4 separate regions of the Mus musculus genome follow, and regions 2, 3 and 4 are each linked to region 1. The links are chromatin contacts, called in public HiChIP or PLAC-seq and promoter capture Hi-C maps. All regions are on one chromosome and are shown on one strand. Each heading gives the region's core, a stretch centred on a gene start, on an enhancer-like site or on the middle of the called end of the contact. The rest is flanking DNA. Distances are from core to core; before and after follow the strand shown.

Region 1 (3,705 bases), core at 693-3,192:
TCTTGCTTCACGCCACTGTCATATAAATTATAAATACAGCTTTATATAGATCATATCCCCACTTCCTCTCCCTATACATCTTGAGGTAATTTTCATGTGATAATATTTTACTTGTGTTCAAAAGTCCCCAGTAGCTTTGCATCTCACTTGAAATAACTTGTATTTCTTACGCAGTTAATATGAGATTTCTGTCCTTCTCTGTGTGGCAGCTACTCCTTCTGTCTCATCTTCTGTTTGTGTCCTATTTCCTTCACTGCTGCGCCTCTGTCCTTTCCCTAGTGTTTGTCACGTAGGCATCACACTGTGCCTTGTGATGCTTGTTTTGTTTGTTTTTCTATTTTCAGTTTTGTTTTGTTCCAGAGCTCAGTGTAGTGTCTGGCCATTCCCATGACTCAAAATATGTTAAGTAAATAAGTAAGGAATTATAATTGCATGTTAAGTTTGGTACATTTGCATACATCATAAATATCATTAGTGTGTGTGTAGTCACTCATCACATAATGATGTTTTAGTCAATGACAGGATATTGGTCACATGACATTAAAAAGGAACAGAAAATTCCTTATTGTCTAGTGACACAGCAACCATAACACAGTAGCCCAAGGTAATCTATGAACAAATTCACTGTGCTGCCTGCAATATAAAAAAGTACAATATAGGGGCTGGTGAGATGGCTCAGCGGTTAAGAGCACTGACTGCTCTTCCAAAGGTCCTGAGTTCAAATCCCAGCAACCACATGGTGGCTCACAACCATCCGTAACGAGATCTGACGTCCTCTTCTGGTGTGTCTGAAGACAACTACAGTGTACTTACATATAATAAACAAGTCTTTAAAAAAAGTACAATATATACTACTATATACAGTTCATAACATTTGATAACAATAATACACAACTACATTACTAGTTTGTGTATTTTTATTAGTGTGTATTTTTTTTAAAGCTACTGTAAAACTGTATGGTCTCCTGCAGAGGCTGCCTTAAACACCTCGAATTTACTGTGTGTCTTGACTGCATCATTTTCTGTTAGGCAATGGTTTTGTTTTACTGTCCCTGGAGCAATAGGTTATAACATATGTATTCCAGACAGCATTGATATAGGTTTGGGTATCACCTTGGTTGTTTAAAGTTGAGTCGTGTTTAACTATACACTCGTCAAAACTGTTCATCTAAAATTTTAAGTTTTAAAATGTTCAGAGCTGACTGGACAGTTTATTACTCATATCCTGTCACTCTGGAGGTATCGTCGTATGGAGTGTCCACGTTTTTATCCTCAGGGACTTTGCGCATTCATAAGTGCGACAACTCTACTTCGTTTACCATGTAATGTTCACATTTCTTAAACTAAGTACAAAGACCTAGAATTAATAACGCACAGCAGCAAAGAGGGCAACAATATGTCAGCATCAAAAGGCTTCGGCGTACTCCGTCGCTAATTATTTGTTAGAAAGCAGTACACTACAGAGAGGCTTAATTACAGACAAGTGTAAATGACCTGTCTTAATGACAGGCGGCTGGGTGGCGTCAGCTAACCAGCATTTTTTCCTGCCTGGGGTGGCCGGTTCCGGGAACGCAAAGAAACTACAAATCTCAGCATGCAGCGCTCCTAAAGGCGCTAAGAAGGGCGAAGAGAGTCGCGATGCATTCTGGGGTTTGTAGTGCCTAACTCAAGACCGTCGGCCTCCGCCCGGATACTTACCGGATCCAGCCACGATCAAGAGTCTGAGAGACTCTCGGGGAGTGACGTGATGGGGCCCAAGCACGGTCCATAGTCGCTGGAATAGCAAGATCACTAGCCCTGCGGCTGTAGCAGCTAGAATCAGAATGCTCAGCATTCAAAGGATGGCGCATGCGTGTAGACCTGGCGCCAGCGGTTAAAGTTTGCAAGCACCGCGCTTAAGAGCAAACAGGGAGCAAAGCGCCTCTCTGTGGGCGGGGATGGTCTGCACTGGGCGGAGCTTGCCAAGTTGGGCGGTCAAAGTTCAGAAGTGTGGCTCTGATTGGAAAACGCAGAACGACGCGTCTCTTGCGTCTCAGTGAGCCGGGTTTGTCCGTGATGGGTGGGGCTAAGGGCAGTTTGCCCAGGAAGCGCTACAAGGAACAGTAATGGTTTTGTTACCCGAGTTTGTGCTGCAGTTGTGTAGTTGGAAAGTTAAGTGCTGGAGAAGTTTGATTTCTGCCAGTGGCGAGGTCAAACTACATGTATGGTAGAAGGACCACGAAGCCCCGGGTTAGTAGCTGCTCCTGTCCTGCCAGGTTTTGCCTGAGGCTCCTGGCATACATCACTACTTCCTTTCTTCCTTACGGGTTCCAAGACAAACCGAACTAGAAAATTTTTGCCAGTCAGAGGCATACTCTTAGGGGGAAAACATTCAAATCCGCCCTTTCCTGACATTTATGTTTTCTAGACAGTTTCACAGATCTCAAACTATAACCAGAATCCGGATCACTTCAAGCTATGTCATATTCCTGGGAGGATTGGAAACCCCTTGGCTTCAGGTAGCAAGGGAGGAAGACATAGCCCTGCAGTTAAGTTTATCACAAAGCATTTCTGGCTTATTCCTCCCGCGGTCCTCTGAAATGATAGACTTCCACTGCCCACTCTAATCCCAGTTGTGCGTGCGTTTGTGAACTTAGCCTAAATTACAGCAAAATAAAACCTCTTGACAACAAACATTCCTTCAGACCCTTATGGGGTTACAGATTGAATAGGTCAGGCATGCAGACAGGTCGAGAAAGGTGCTACAAATTGGCCTAAATGCAATAATGTCATGTCTAGAATTAGAAACCAGAAATCCTAACTCCTGCTGCCTAAGAATGCTACACCATATGGTCCGTTGTTAAATTCAGTTTGGATTGACGATCACATTTACCTGGAGCCTAGAATGCTTTTGGGAGCGATACTGAGTCAGAAGTTCCAGGAAGGCGCCCTGAGATCTCCTTATAAAGCTAGGTGTGTTGGTTCCCGAGTCAGCAAACTGCTTGGGAGATTTCCTGACTGTATCTCTATCTTGTTGATATTATAGCACGGTGCCTGTGGGCTCTTTCATCACTCCTTCTTAACCTCATTCTTTACAGTCAGGTTCTATGTAAATGTTACTCTTTGAATTACAATAGGGAAATAGATTACACAAAAGTTAATTTGCCTGAGGTTATTTATGTGATGAAAATCAATAAGAATGCCAGACTTTTAGACAGATATCATTTGTGGCTCAAGGGCTGGGGGGGTGGGGGTGGGGGCGGGGAGACAGCACAAAGGTTAAGAGCACTGGTTGCTTTTCCAGAGGTCCCAGGTTCCAGGCCGAGAACCCACATGGTGGCTCACAACTTTCTGCCACTCTGGTTCTAGGGGATCAGATGCCTTCCTCCCAACCTCTGCAGGCACACACATGGTGCCCAGAGATAATCCAGGCAAAACACATACACACATAGAAACAACAACAACAAATCATTGAAAACGAAAATAAGGCAGAGAAGCAATTGAGAAAGACAATGTTGACCTCTGACCTCCTCACACACACACATGTACACACACACACACACATTAACATACACAGGAAGAAGGAGTGGCTCAAGAATGTTACAAAGTGTCATGCCGTTTTCTTTCAGAACCTTCTCTGCTGTTCTCCAAAGTGGCTTCAACCTACGAGTCGCTTCATATTTAAAAGAAGTTATTAGTGGGCAGACATGGTGATGTCTACCTTAG
Region 2 (3,705 bases), core at 636-3,135, 980 kb before region 1:
GTCACTCTTTTTTCCGCTGCCCCCTCTCTTGTCATTCCACCTTTCTACATTCACAACTGCAAACTTGTGCTCTAATGATTTCATTAGAGCCTTCCGATCTGGACTTGAAAGCTGGAATGTGGGTTTTTTATTTGGGGTGCTTGAATGATTCTGAGACACTGACTGCTGAAGGCTGGTGTCTTGAGCTTCAGAAAGACTCCGCTGGGAATCTTTCTCATTAATTACTTTTTCCTCTGTGATTTTGAGGTCCTCTTCATCCAGACTCTTACAATTCTCCTTTCTAACTTCTGTAAGAGACACAACATTGGCTCGTTTTTCCTCTTGGATATGCAAATTTTGGTGGTTTTGGGCTGTCAGTTTTTTCCCTGAATTTCTGGGGCTGGAATCATCAAAGTCACTGTTGTAAGTTTCACTATCAGAAACATTTGGCATATTTCTCTGAGAAAGTGGTCTTGCTGATAACTGAGTAGCATCTGAGTCCTCTGAACACACAGACATACCCACAATTTGCTTTTTATTTCCTGGTGTAATCTTAGTATCGTTTTTCTCAGCTGGGAACTGTAATTTCTTCTTCACATTCCTGGCTGTTGTTCTCGGCAAGATCTCTAACGATGAAATGCCTGAGCAGGACAACTCAGCATCAGATACAGTTCCCGACTGTGATTCTTGGCTTGAATCTCTTTGAGAATTAGCCTTATTTCTGCTGCTTCTCTCTGTGGAAGGTACAACCATAGAAACCCCTGAAACATGAGACTCTGCTTCAGAAACAACAACTTCATCAGCAGATGCATGCTGAGGGGCTACTTTCTGCCTTTTCCTAACAGTGGACTTTGAGGTGGAAGCAATTACGATCTGCCGTTTCCTAGTTACTCTTACAATGGGCTCTTGGTCCTCTAACACAGAAGTAACCCCAGAAGTGTGGGACTCCGTTTCAGAAGCCTCGTCATCAGAAATAAGCACAATGATCTCCGCTGGGCCTGTGGTTCTGCTGCTGCTGCGTGAGTGCTGTTTCTCAGCAGGCTGCGATTCAGCTGTGCTGCCATCGGATCCCGATTCCTTTGTGCTTTCTAGATGTGTCCCAATTCTCCGAGGAGCAGACCTCTGAAAACCAAAACAAACACAATATAGTGTAGATAGGGCAGGGACAAGGGTAAAGGTGGCATGGCCTAAGGAACAAAACTCAAGAAGGTACAAAACGAAGACAAACTCACGATAAGATATTTCTTTTACTTGCCTCATCCTAGGCTTCAGAAAGCAGAACTAAAAAAACTTTCTCTACTTAAAGAAAGAGGAGGTAAATTTTAAATCATTTATAGAAGCGCAGGGAGGGGGGGGAGTTGAATACTAATTGAGCACGTGTTTAGGAGTGTGTAAGGTAATCCGATACTTGCCTGGATTTCTACAACAGGAAAGGGCTGCTCTATAGCCCTTACCACACAATCTAAAGAGCATAGCACCAGAAGACAACCAGAGGCTCTGAGTGACGCCACCGCCGCCCTTCAGTTGCCGGAGGGGTTAGTGCTCGGCCATGCCAGTCTCTCCACGTGAAAACGGTGCTCCTCCTATCCCCCAAACCAGGCTTGGTCGAGGTGGCGGGCATTAACTTTCCCCGGTACTGTCCTAACAGTAAACTTAAAAGGCCTCGCCTGCGCAGGGCACGCTACCGAAACTCCCGTAAGAGCCCTGAAAGACCCCCAGGTCCGAGCCAGTCCGGCGCAGTACCACGCGCGACCCGCTCGGTTCCTCGTCGCTCTCCTCCGCCCTGCCGAGCCGCTCTGCTCAGCGGCGAGGAGACCCGGAGAACCTGAGACCCAGCTCACCTTCTGCTGGGAGCTTTCTTGGAGCCTGGTCCGGGAGAGCCCGGACCTGGTGACCACCATCTTTCCGACTCCGGATTCCCGGCAGCCAGCGCGGCTTCCTCTGTTCCGACGCTTCGGAAGTGCGTCGAAACAGGAACTCGCTTAGGTTTCCCTGCGGAAACCGCGGCTCGGGAGAATCGTTCCTTCCCCGGCTCCACTGCAGTTCTGGCCAGCGGTCTCCGCCATCGGACTAGTGCGGGTCAGCGGGGGGTGGGGGGGTGGGGTGTGTGTGTTGGGGGGGGGGGGGGGCAAAAGCAGCTCCGCCTCCAGTTCCCAGCTCGTCCGCTGTGCGGTCCTCAGCGAGGAGGACCTCCTCGCCGTTTAACACAAAATGGGAAGTCGCATCATTTACTCTGCTTTCCATCCCCCTCACCCCCCACCCCCGTGCAGTAATTGTGAGATCTTTGGCGTAAGTCTTTACGGAAGCCAAAGGAGACTTTATTTAGTCCTTTTAGAAAACAGTATTTTAATAACTTAATAAATGAGATTCCGATATTTGATTGGGATACAAGGATGTATGTTAAATGCACCCAAGTTTTCGGAGAATAATTAGAAAGCTGTGGGATTTAACTAAAATGTCTCGGGATTTGAAGTACGCCTTTTTTTTTTTTTTTTTTTTTTTTTTTTTTTTTTTTAAATAAAAAAGGTGAAAGACGTTGTGAAGGACGGGGATTAAAGTTTTTTGTTTTTTTACAATGGAAGTAAGAGACTAGCCAGAATCAAAAGAGTTTTAGGATTTTTGTTTTGAGACAAGATCTCTCTACATGGCCCTGGCTGCCCTAGAACTCACTATTTAGACCAGCCTGATCCTGAACTCACAGATATCCATCTGCCTCCCAAGTGTTGGGATCCATGGGCCACAGCACCTGGCTGAGGTGTTTTAGTTTTTGTTTTGTTGGATGAAAGATGGAGAACTAGAATATGTTGAAAGGCTACAAAGGAATCGAGGAGGGGGTAAAGGAATTAGTGTTGGAAGCAAGAAAAAAAAAAGGGGGGGTTCGTTTTCCTTCACTTTTTAACACAAAATTTTTCCTAAAAACCTATCTTTCCATGGATACATTACTTCTACATTAAATTGCTCTCCTTGGAGCCAGGTATACGTAGTAACCAACTTTTGATTGTTAGATGTTGTCTTAAAACACTAGCCTCATGCTTACTTAGTAAAATAGGGTTTTTTTTTGTTTTTGTTTTCCTGGAGAACTGTGGTCTCTGGTTTCCACACAGCCATTGTGTGCCCTGAGGAAACAGCCTATCTTTAGGAGTGAGAGAACAAGAAAGTGAAGAACAAGAAAACGAGTTCCTGCGCATTTGTGGAACTTGAAGACAAGAATCTTCAAGCTCTTGACAGGCTGGGCTTAGTGAAAAACCCTATGACAAGTGCGGGCTGTTACTTTTCAGTTTAGGCTTTAAAGGGTTCTTCTATCTTGTTCTTTCTGGGGGAGGTACTGATCTTCCATGTATTTTTATTATGCATTTTAAAAAAAGATTTATTTATTTATTTATATCAGTACACTGTAGTTGTCTTCAGCCGCACCAGAAGAGGGGGAAGGCATCAGATCTCATTACAGATGGTTGTGAGCCACCATGTGGTTGCTGGGAATTGAACTCAGGACCTCTGGAAGAGCAGTCAGTGCTCTTAACTGCTGAGCCATCTCTCCAGCCCCCTTTATTAGGCATTCTTACTAAATTGTAAGATCTCTACATATTCTGAATATAAGACCTTATCAGATAGGGTCTCTAAATATTTTTACCTATTCTGGGAATTGTCTTTTCATTATCTTCACACTATCTTTTGAAGCACAAATTCAGAAAATTTTGTTCAGTTTTTTATGTTTCAAATATTTGC
Region 3 (3,705 bases), core at 454-2,953, 680 kb before region 1:
GTAGAAAATGAATATACAAAAGCAACTCTAACCTCTAAATTATATGTGCTTTACAAATGTGGACTCAGAGCTCAGTGGGAAAGTGCTAAAAGGCCGGCAAGAGGCCCTCGGGCCAACCGACCAGCAGGAGAGAAAAAACCCAAAACATTCATATAGATTTCCTAAACTCTCAGATGGGGACTTTTCCAAGACTTCAGCAGTTTGTGTCAATCAAATGTCCCCTCACACAGTCCATAATGTATATGACAGAAGCAGAGAGCTAACTGGGATGTAAAACTTCCCAAAATATCTGCACTTTAGTTCTTTCTTATAGTTCAAAATTGCATGATTTCAGAAATCTGTTATTTCAGCATAATTTCTGAGTTTGTGAGAATCTATTAAAAGACACTGGGAAAAAAAGCTCACACAGGAATCAAGTGTAAAGGTCTTTAACTACACTTTTAAAAAACACTCTACAAAAACAGAACGGGAGCATGTCGGGAACAGCTTTATCCTTAACAACGTCTAAAGTAAGATATACAACACACATTTCATTCCTGTGCAGTCTGAACCCAGCAGGATAACTAAAAAAGAAAGAAAAAGGAAAAGGAAAAAGAGGGAGAAAAAGCTGCCCTGCCCCCCACGCCTCCAGAATGTCTAGCATTCCTGGCAAGGAGGGCTCGCCTCTGATCAGCCAAAACCACCCAATGCCAAAGCGCACGTTCCCTATGCCTGACTTCATGCATACAGAGGAAAGGAGAGAAACGAAAAAGGCCAGCCAACATCGATAGTGTCAGACAAAAGACTCAACTAACAAGAGATAGTCACAGAGGCCTTAACAGGTAACAATCCTGTCTCCAAAAATTTGTTTGGTGTGTTATCTCTCAAAGGTGAAAAACCGATAAGGAGAGACTGTCATCGGCCACTAGAATTCTACCTTCAAAATTCCAGGTCTTGAGCACATGCATCCATAAATGTTTTAAAATTAAAACCATCAAACCTCCAAACATATTCAAAACAAAATGAGAACACACCAAGACACTGAGAGTGTGCTCAAACAAAAATATTCTCTAAACACAAAACATAGAAGACAACAATATGCACGATGGGACTCCTAAAATACTTTGGGACTGAGCACCCCATCTGGAGCGAGAATTGCTGGCGGGGTTGGCGGGAGCACACTGCTCCAGAGCAAAAAGCACGGATTCTGGGGCAAGGGCGCATAGGATTAAGCCTTGATACTGTCAATTACTACTTTGGGCAGATTTTTCACCTCAGCTTCCCTGTTTGAGAAATGAGTTCAAGGGTCATGGAGCTGTCCTGAGAATTAAAGGAGTTACAAATTGGGAAGTTTCAGTACTCGGTAGGTAAATACGAGCTAACTGGCAGCTTTACTTAGAATACCATCTGCTCACCCCTGCAGGTCCTTAACTCACAGTCCAGTTCCTAAGCTTAGCGAGGACTAAGAGCACCGAGAACTAGCCGCACATTCGGACCCAGACTCGATAGCAACTCAGGGGAACCCCAACTCAGCAGCCTCGGTGGAAACGAGCACCACCGCCCCTCACTCACCGTGGGGCTCCATCCTGTATCCCCCGTGCCGACTTCAGATGAACGCCCACAGCCTGGCGGCGGCGGCTCGTGCCGCCTAGGGCTCAAACTTGCTGCCTCCATCCTCCATGCCGGGCCGAGCCAGCACTGCTGTGAGGCAGCTGGGGCAGAGGTGCTCCGCCCTGGCCCCACCTCTGCCCCGCCCCAGCCCACCCCCTGGGGCTCAGCCCATTGGCTCAAACTCGCAGGGGCGGGGACAGAGCGCAGAGAAGGTAGAGGAGCCCGGGGTGTGGTAGTCTGTCAGCAGCTTCTGGTCTGACAGGGTCTCCTCACAGAAGACATTGCTTAGGAAAAGTCACCTTAGAACTGGATTTGCTAATAGGCATTCTTGGGTGGTGTATTTCCTGGACCACTTTCATCTTCTGTCACCAAATCCCGAAATGATACGAGCTGAAGACGAAGGCTCCACTCAGGTAACATGCAACAAGGCCTACCTAGCCCTAATTCCAAAAGAATTAACTACATCGAAACCAGACAACCATTCAGCCCCTTATAAAGGGCAGAATTTTCCACCAAGGCCCGTGTTTGGTCAACTGCCTTTTCAAACTCACCTCAGGATATATGAAGGAATGGTTTAAAAAGCAGCAGGTCCCTCGAAATACAAGGACTCTTGAATTCAACACAGAAAGCTAAGCTAGAGAAAAACATGGGGAGGGTGCCTGTGGGAACAGTATAGAGACAGAAAAATGGCCACCTGTGGGAGGAAAAGGATCCAGGGCAGTGTGAGGGGAGGTGAAAGAACGGGCAGCAAACCCCAAGAGAGAAACAAGCAAAGAAAGAAGAGAGTAGGACCCAAGGAGACCAGAAAATAAGACAGAAATACTGTAGGCCCAACAAGTGAGGCATTGAATCAGGAGAAATTTCTGAAAAACAGACACTTAAATTTTCCAATTATTACCAGAAAAACAGCCCCCTTAGTGTAACTTGAAAGGATAAATATGGAATTGCTTGGTTACTTTAGCTCTACAGTGGATTTTTAAGATTCATACAAATATATCCCTTCTGCCCTCAAACACAAAATACCAAATTTGCGCTCCAAATATTCAGGAACCTCTCAAAACCAGACTACTTTTAATTGCATTCGGGGAAAAAAAGTAGCAAAGACTTTTAGCATGGAAACTGATGTTTGAACTTTTAAAGCAAGCTACTAAGAGGAAAGGCATCCTCAAGAATAAAGGGGGTGAGAGTACGACTACAGTTAGAAACACACATTTGGGGGGAAATGGTAAGAAGTGGCTGCTTCAAGTGGTTCTTAGCTGCTCACACCCCCATTAAGTTATTTAAAAATATGTCAATTCTCTTTTTATACATCTGCCATTCCATTTAATAAAGAAAACTGAGTTGAAGTTGGTGGCACATTTCTGTAGTCCTACAATTTAGGAGATAGAGGCAGATGGATCAAGATTCCAAAGCCAGTCTCAGCTACCCAATGAGTTCCAGGCCAGCCTAAGGCTACACAAGAGTCTATCTCACTGAGCTCCCAGCCACCACCGATCACTCCCATCCAACTAATATAAAAGAAGATTGTGTTCTGATTAAAATGGATCTGATTATGTCACTTAACAAATAAGATGAACAAGTAACTGATAGAGAGAAAGGGGCATGAGGAGCTGGGAGAGAGACAAAGAAAAGTGTAAGGACAAAGACAATTATGGAGAGGAGGGTGAGGGAAGGACAGAGACAGATAATGAAAGCTGAGAAGGAATCGGAGATAAAAAGCTACAGTAGGAAGACTACTTACAGCTAAGGGAAAAGTGGAGGACACCTCGAGGTAAAAAGTTCTGGGGGAAGTGAAGCCAATTGGCCTCTAAGCAAAGATACGTTGACAACAGAGGCTCCTTGGTCACTTAGCTCCACATTGTTTTTTCAGATTTAGTTGTTTAAAATGCACTCATAAAGACACTACAAGACAATAATGCACCATGAATAGCCCATGAAACCACTGTTACTAAAAACTGAAGGGCACACTCAGGAGAAGAAAGGATTCTGAGGGTCAAGAAGGGACATCAAGAGAACAAAGTATTTGGCTCCATCTGACCACGTGTTTTGTTTTTGCTTTGGTTTTTTTTTTTTTTTTTTTTTTTGGTTTTTTGAGACAGGGTTTCTCTGTGTAGC
Region 4 (3,705 bases), core at 857-3,356, 520 kb before region 1:
TATACTTCTTCTCTATGTGCACACATTTCCTCATCCTTTCTTGGTGATGGGGGCTGCAGTCCTTCTGTATGCTGTCCCTCTGTGCTGTCCCTCTGTGCTAAAGCTAACTTTGTTAGACTGACCCTCAGTGTTTTTTATCAGATGGGCATATCAACAACTAGAAAACATTGTAGCTTGTATAATCTCCCTTCCTTCCTTCCTTCCTCCCTTCCTTCCTTCCTTCCTTCCTTCCTTCCTTCCTTCCTTCCTCTTCCTGCCCCTTAGACTCTTCTATGCTTCTTGAGTAAGGGTATTTTGTAGAATATTTTGTCAGTGAATTATTCTTGCCTTTTTTTTCCTGAATGCTTTGAAATCTATTTTCTTTCTTTCTTTCCTTTTCTCTCTCTCTCTTTCTTTCTCTCTTTTCTTCCTTCCTTCCTTTCTCTTTCTTTTCTTTTCCTTTTTAAGATTTATTTATTTTATGTATATGAGTGCACTGTAGCTGTCTTCAGAAACCTGAAGAGGGCATCAGATCCCATTACAGATGGTTGTGAGCCACCACGGAGTTGCTGGGAATTGAACTCAGGACCTCTGGAAGAGCAGTCAGTGCTTTTAACTGCTGAGCCATCTCTCCAGCCCGAAATCTATTATCCTACAGATGATGTTTTCAATCAGTTTTAGGAACTCTCCTTTCATTATTACAAACTCTTCTCCCCCAAGTTTCCAATGCTTTTATACTGCGCTGCAACTCACTAGTGAAACAATGCCTACCCAAGTCCTCCCACCTGCTAGCAGACTCCTTTGGCCTTAGGGTGTAGCTTTGACGTCATCCTATTTGTCAAGTGTTAAGGAAAAGTTCTAGGAAAATTCTAAATTCTCTTATTGGTATTCTCATAGCACTTAGTTCACTTCTCTAAGCTGACACTTAAACTCATCCATATTTTTCTTCATGTTTTTCTTCTGCACCAGCCTCTGGAGAATAAGGGATTGATTGTTCATACTTGTATTCTCTGTGCCAGGCATACCTAATTACCTAAGTGATTCCCAGGGTAATGGGAAAACACACAAACGGCATATGGAGGATTTGGTACAGGCTCTACTTCTGCGTAACTTAGACTTTTGACGATTGTTGAGCACCTGCACACAGCACACACCACGGTGTGTGGTCTTTGCCATTCTCATAACCATTTAACCATTCACACAGAGAAAACACCTAGGCATCACTGTTTCATTGGTTCCTTTTATGCGTAGGCAACATTTATATATTTTGTGAGGTTTTAGAAGCTTCCTTTCTGACACTTGCTTCTCGACAGTTTCTTAAACTGAAAACAGCCATTCATTAAGTTATTGTGCATGCGCTAGACTAAACGCTAGGGATAACACTTTCTGCATGATAGGGGTGGGACAGGAGAAGAATGCTGTAATCTGTAAAGTTCGTCTGCTTCTGGGAGTAAGGCCAGCATTAATACAACGCACGATTGTTATTTCTGAATGTCCCTTTGCAAAGAACAGAGTTTCTCAAACTTTCTTTGACCAGACCTAACATAAAGAAATACATTTTTTTATCGCCATCCTTGTACATATCTACCAAAAAAGAGTAATTGTTTCTTAAAACTCCTTTTTGTCACGCACTCTGAGCTTTTTCCCACTACATTATTTTTATAAAAAAATTAACAGAGTGGTGGACCCGTCCTCCCAAACCGATTTTACAGAACTAGAGACCTAATCCACGGCGACTTGAAATAAGATTATCTGATTGTAGTCTTTCTTTTCCAGGTCTCCCTTCACTCCTTAAGTTGCAAATATTGACCTTTTTAGTGATGGGGCCGTTCCCCTCCTCCCCCGGCTTCTTTAAGAGGGTGGTACCGACCCATCCAGGGGGTGGCGGAGGGGCAGGGCCCACGGAGTCCGTGGCGCAGGCCCGGCCCGCTCTTCCAGTTCTTGTGAAAGAAAGCTAGGGTGTGTGCAAGCAGAGATCGCAAGGCCGAAGCGTGGGCTGCTGGAGACCGGCGCGGAGGACTAGCGTTGTCTGCCCGCCGCGTTTCCGGCCGAGTCCGCGGGGGTCCGCGCGTGCGCAGAGCGTCCCCCCGGGGAACGACCCTTTCGATCGCCCCGCGCCCGCGCGCGCGCCCGGGAAGCCAAAGTCCACGGTGGGCTCGGCGCGGCGGCGCGCGCCAGGGGGCGTTCCCGCGCGGCCGGCCCCGCCCTCTCTCGGCGCCGAGCTATCCTCCCAGTTTCCCCCGCGGTTCCTGCACTGAGGTTGTCGCCGGCGCGTCCCCTATCCCGCGGCTCGCTCGCCCTGCCGGTGCCATGGCGGCCTTCAGCAAGTACTTGACGGCACGGAACACCTCGCTGGCGGGGGCCGCGTTCCTGCTGCTCTGCCTACTCCATAAGCGGCGTCGCGCCCTCGGCCTGCACGGGTGAGGCTCGCGGCCGCGCCGCCTTCCCCGGGCCCGAGCGGGGAGCTCCGGGCGCGCGCCTTGCCCTTCTCTCCCAGGTCCCGAGCTGCGCGGGTGCCCGCGGAACCGGGCCAGCGGTCCCGGAGCCCTGCGGCCCTCAGCCTGGCGGCCGCCGCGCAATCTCAACACCACGGGAGGGAGGAGGACACGCCGCGTCCCTGCGCCCCCGCGCCCCCTCACCATCTCCCCGTGCATGTCAACTTTATGGGTGCATTCTGGTTTTGCCATCTCATCGCCACTGAACGCTAAGGTTTGCGTTCGTTCGGGATGGGCATTTTACTCGCCAGCTCGACTCCGGAGTAGTGGCGGTGGATAGTAGCCAGGGGCGTTCCTGGGGTTTTCTGGGTCCAGTGGGCACGATTTTCTTCTAAAGCGGTGCCCTCTTTTTCCGGAATTGGTCAGTGAATGCCCTCATTTGGAAAGGTTGAATTGGCTCAGCGGTGTGTGGAGGACAAAGTTTCCTCCGTCGACTTTATAGGTGAAAGGTGAAAGTGTGTTTTAGGTGAAGATCACTTGTTAATTACACCATACAGCTACCTGCCTGGAGAGAATGTTAAAGTTTACTTTGAACTTTTGGGAGATTAGGAAAGAAGGGAGAATTGAGTTCTGGGGGTGGGATTACAGGCACAATTTTAACTTCTTGTCGCCCATTTGATTTCAGCGAGCGACAAAGAAAAGGTTACTTCCTAACTAAGCATTCTTACTAGTGTTTGGATATTTAGTGTCCAATCTTAGAATAATGCTTTCATGCATTTTATTTCATCAACCCTCTGGGTAGGTACTATTTATTGTCTCCTGCTTTTGGTTTGCTCGGACTATCTTATTATTAGAATTTGGCCTAAAATACTAGCAGAGAGCTCCATGTATCCTTTCATGAAGTATTTTCTGTCTTATCTACTTTGACTTGCTCATTGGCTGCAGCATTGGCCCTTCTCTTCCTAAATCAGCTTTACAAAATAATGATATGCCTCTCCTTCACATACTATTCGTCCTTTTTAAGGGTTCTTGGAGGGGGACGATTAATTTGAAATATTTTTCTATTAGATCGTGCCCTTTCTGAACTCTCATTTGGGATTAGAAGTTATCAGTTACTTGGAATGTGCCGATAGAACATAGTAAATGCTTTACATTTAATTACTTGAATTAGTCTTTGTAGGGAAGCGTTTCAGCGCCTAGAGTAGGTATTTTAGTAGTGAGGGAACTTGACTGCTAACAACTCTGACTGATTTAAAAGCAGTTCTCAAGCCGGGCATGGTGGCGCACGCCT

What was found. Promoter capture Hi-C pulls out the DNA fragments that hold promoters and counts their contacts. HiChIP or PLAC-seq counts read pairs in DNA pulled down with a chosen protein or histone mark. Capture Hi-C pulls out chosen DNA fragments and counts their contacts.
Region 2: a contact with region 1 is called in a promoter capture Hi-C map of liver, with 4 times the contacts expected there. The contact joins the promoter of Dnttip2 here to the promoter of Alg14 in region 1. A contact is called at or near these places in 3 of 39 promoter capture datasets (hippocampal neurons, liver and pre-B cells), 1 of 484 Hi-C or Micro-C datasets (CD4 T cells), 1 of 115 datasets of contacts at active chromatin or transcription factors (large pre-B cells) and 2 of 9 other capture datasets (adipose tissue and liver).
Region 3: an H3K27ac HiChIP or PLAC-seq map of embryonic stem cells shows a contact between it and region 1, with 3 times the contacts expected there. The contact joins the promoter of Arhgap29 here to the promoter of Alg14 in region 1. A contact is called at or near these places in 3 of 39 promoter capture datasets (embryonic stem cells, hippocampal neurons and pre-B cells), 1 of 115 datasets of contacts at active chromatin or transcription factors (embryonic stem cells) and 1 of 9 other capture datasets (embryonic stem cells).
Region 4: a contact with region 1 is called in a promoter capture Hi-C map of pre-B cells. The contact joins the promoter of Abcd3 here to the promoter of Alg14 in region 1. A contact is called at or near these places in 14 of 39 promoter capture datasets (the 3T3-L1 cell line, the C10 cell line, the HPC-7 cell line and 8 more), 1 of 15 datasets of contacts at CTCF or cohesin (the NIH/3T3 cell line), 6 of 484 Hi-C or Micro-C datasets (CD4 T cells, CD8 T cells, double positive thymocytes and 2 more), 17 of 115 datasets of contacts at active chromatin or transcription factors (the 230-238 cell line, T-cell acute lymphoblastic leukemia, cardiomyocytes and 10 more) and 2 of 9 other capture datasets (adipose tissue and liver).

What each region holds. Positions count from the first base shown.
Region 1 is chr3:121,289,977-121,293,681 of GRCm38.p6, reverse strand. It overlaps Alg14 (asparagine-linked glycosylation 14), which reads right to left and starts at 1,942. Exons shown (of 4, transcript NM_024178.3): 1 at 1,699-1,942. The coding sequence starts at 1,834.
Region 2 is chr3:122,272,594-122,276,298 of GRCm38.p6, reverse strand. It overlaps Dnttip2 (deoxynucleotidyltransferase, terminal, interacting protein 2), which reads right to left and starts at 1,885. Exons shown (of 7, transcript NM_153806.1): 1 at 1,821-1,885; 2 at 1-1,101. The coding sequence starts at 1,880.
Region 3 is chr3:121,965,804-121,969,508 of GRCm38.p6, reverse strand. It overlaps Arhgap29 (Rho GTPase activating protein 29), which reads right to left and starts at 1,703. Exons shown (of 23, transcript NM_001356524.1): 1 at 1,552-1,703.
Region 4 is chr3:121,813,703-121,817,407 of GRCm38.p6, reverse strand. Abcd3 (ATP-binding cassette, sub-family D (ALD), member 3) reads left to right here and starts at 2,106. Exons shown (of 23, transcript NM_008991.3): 1 at 2,106-2,399. The coding sequence starts at 2,290.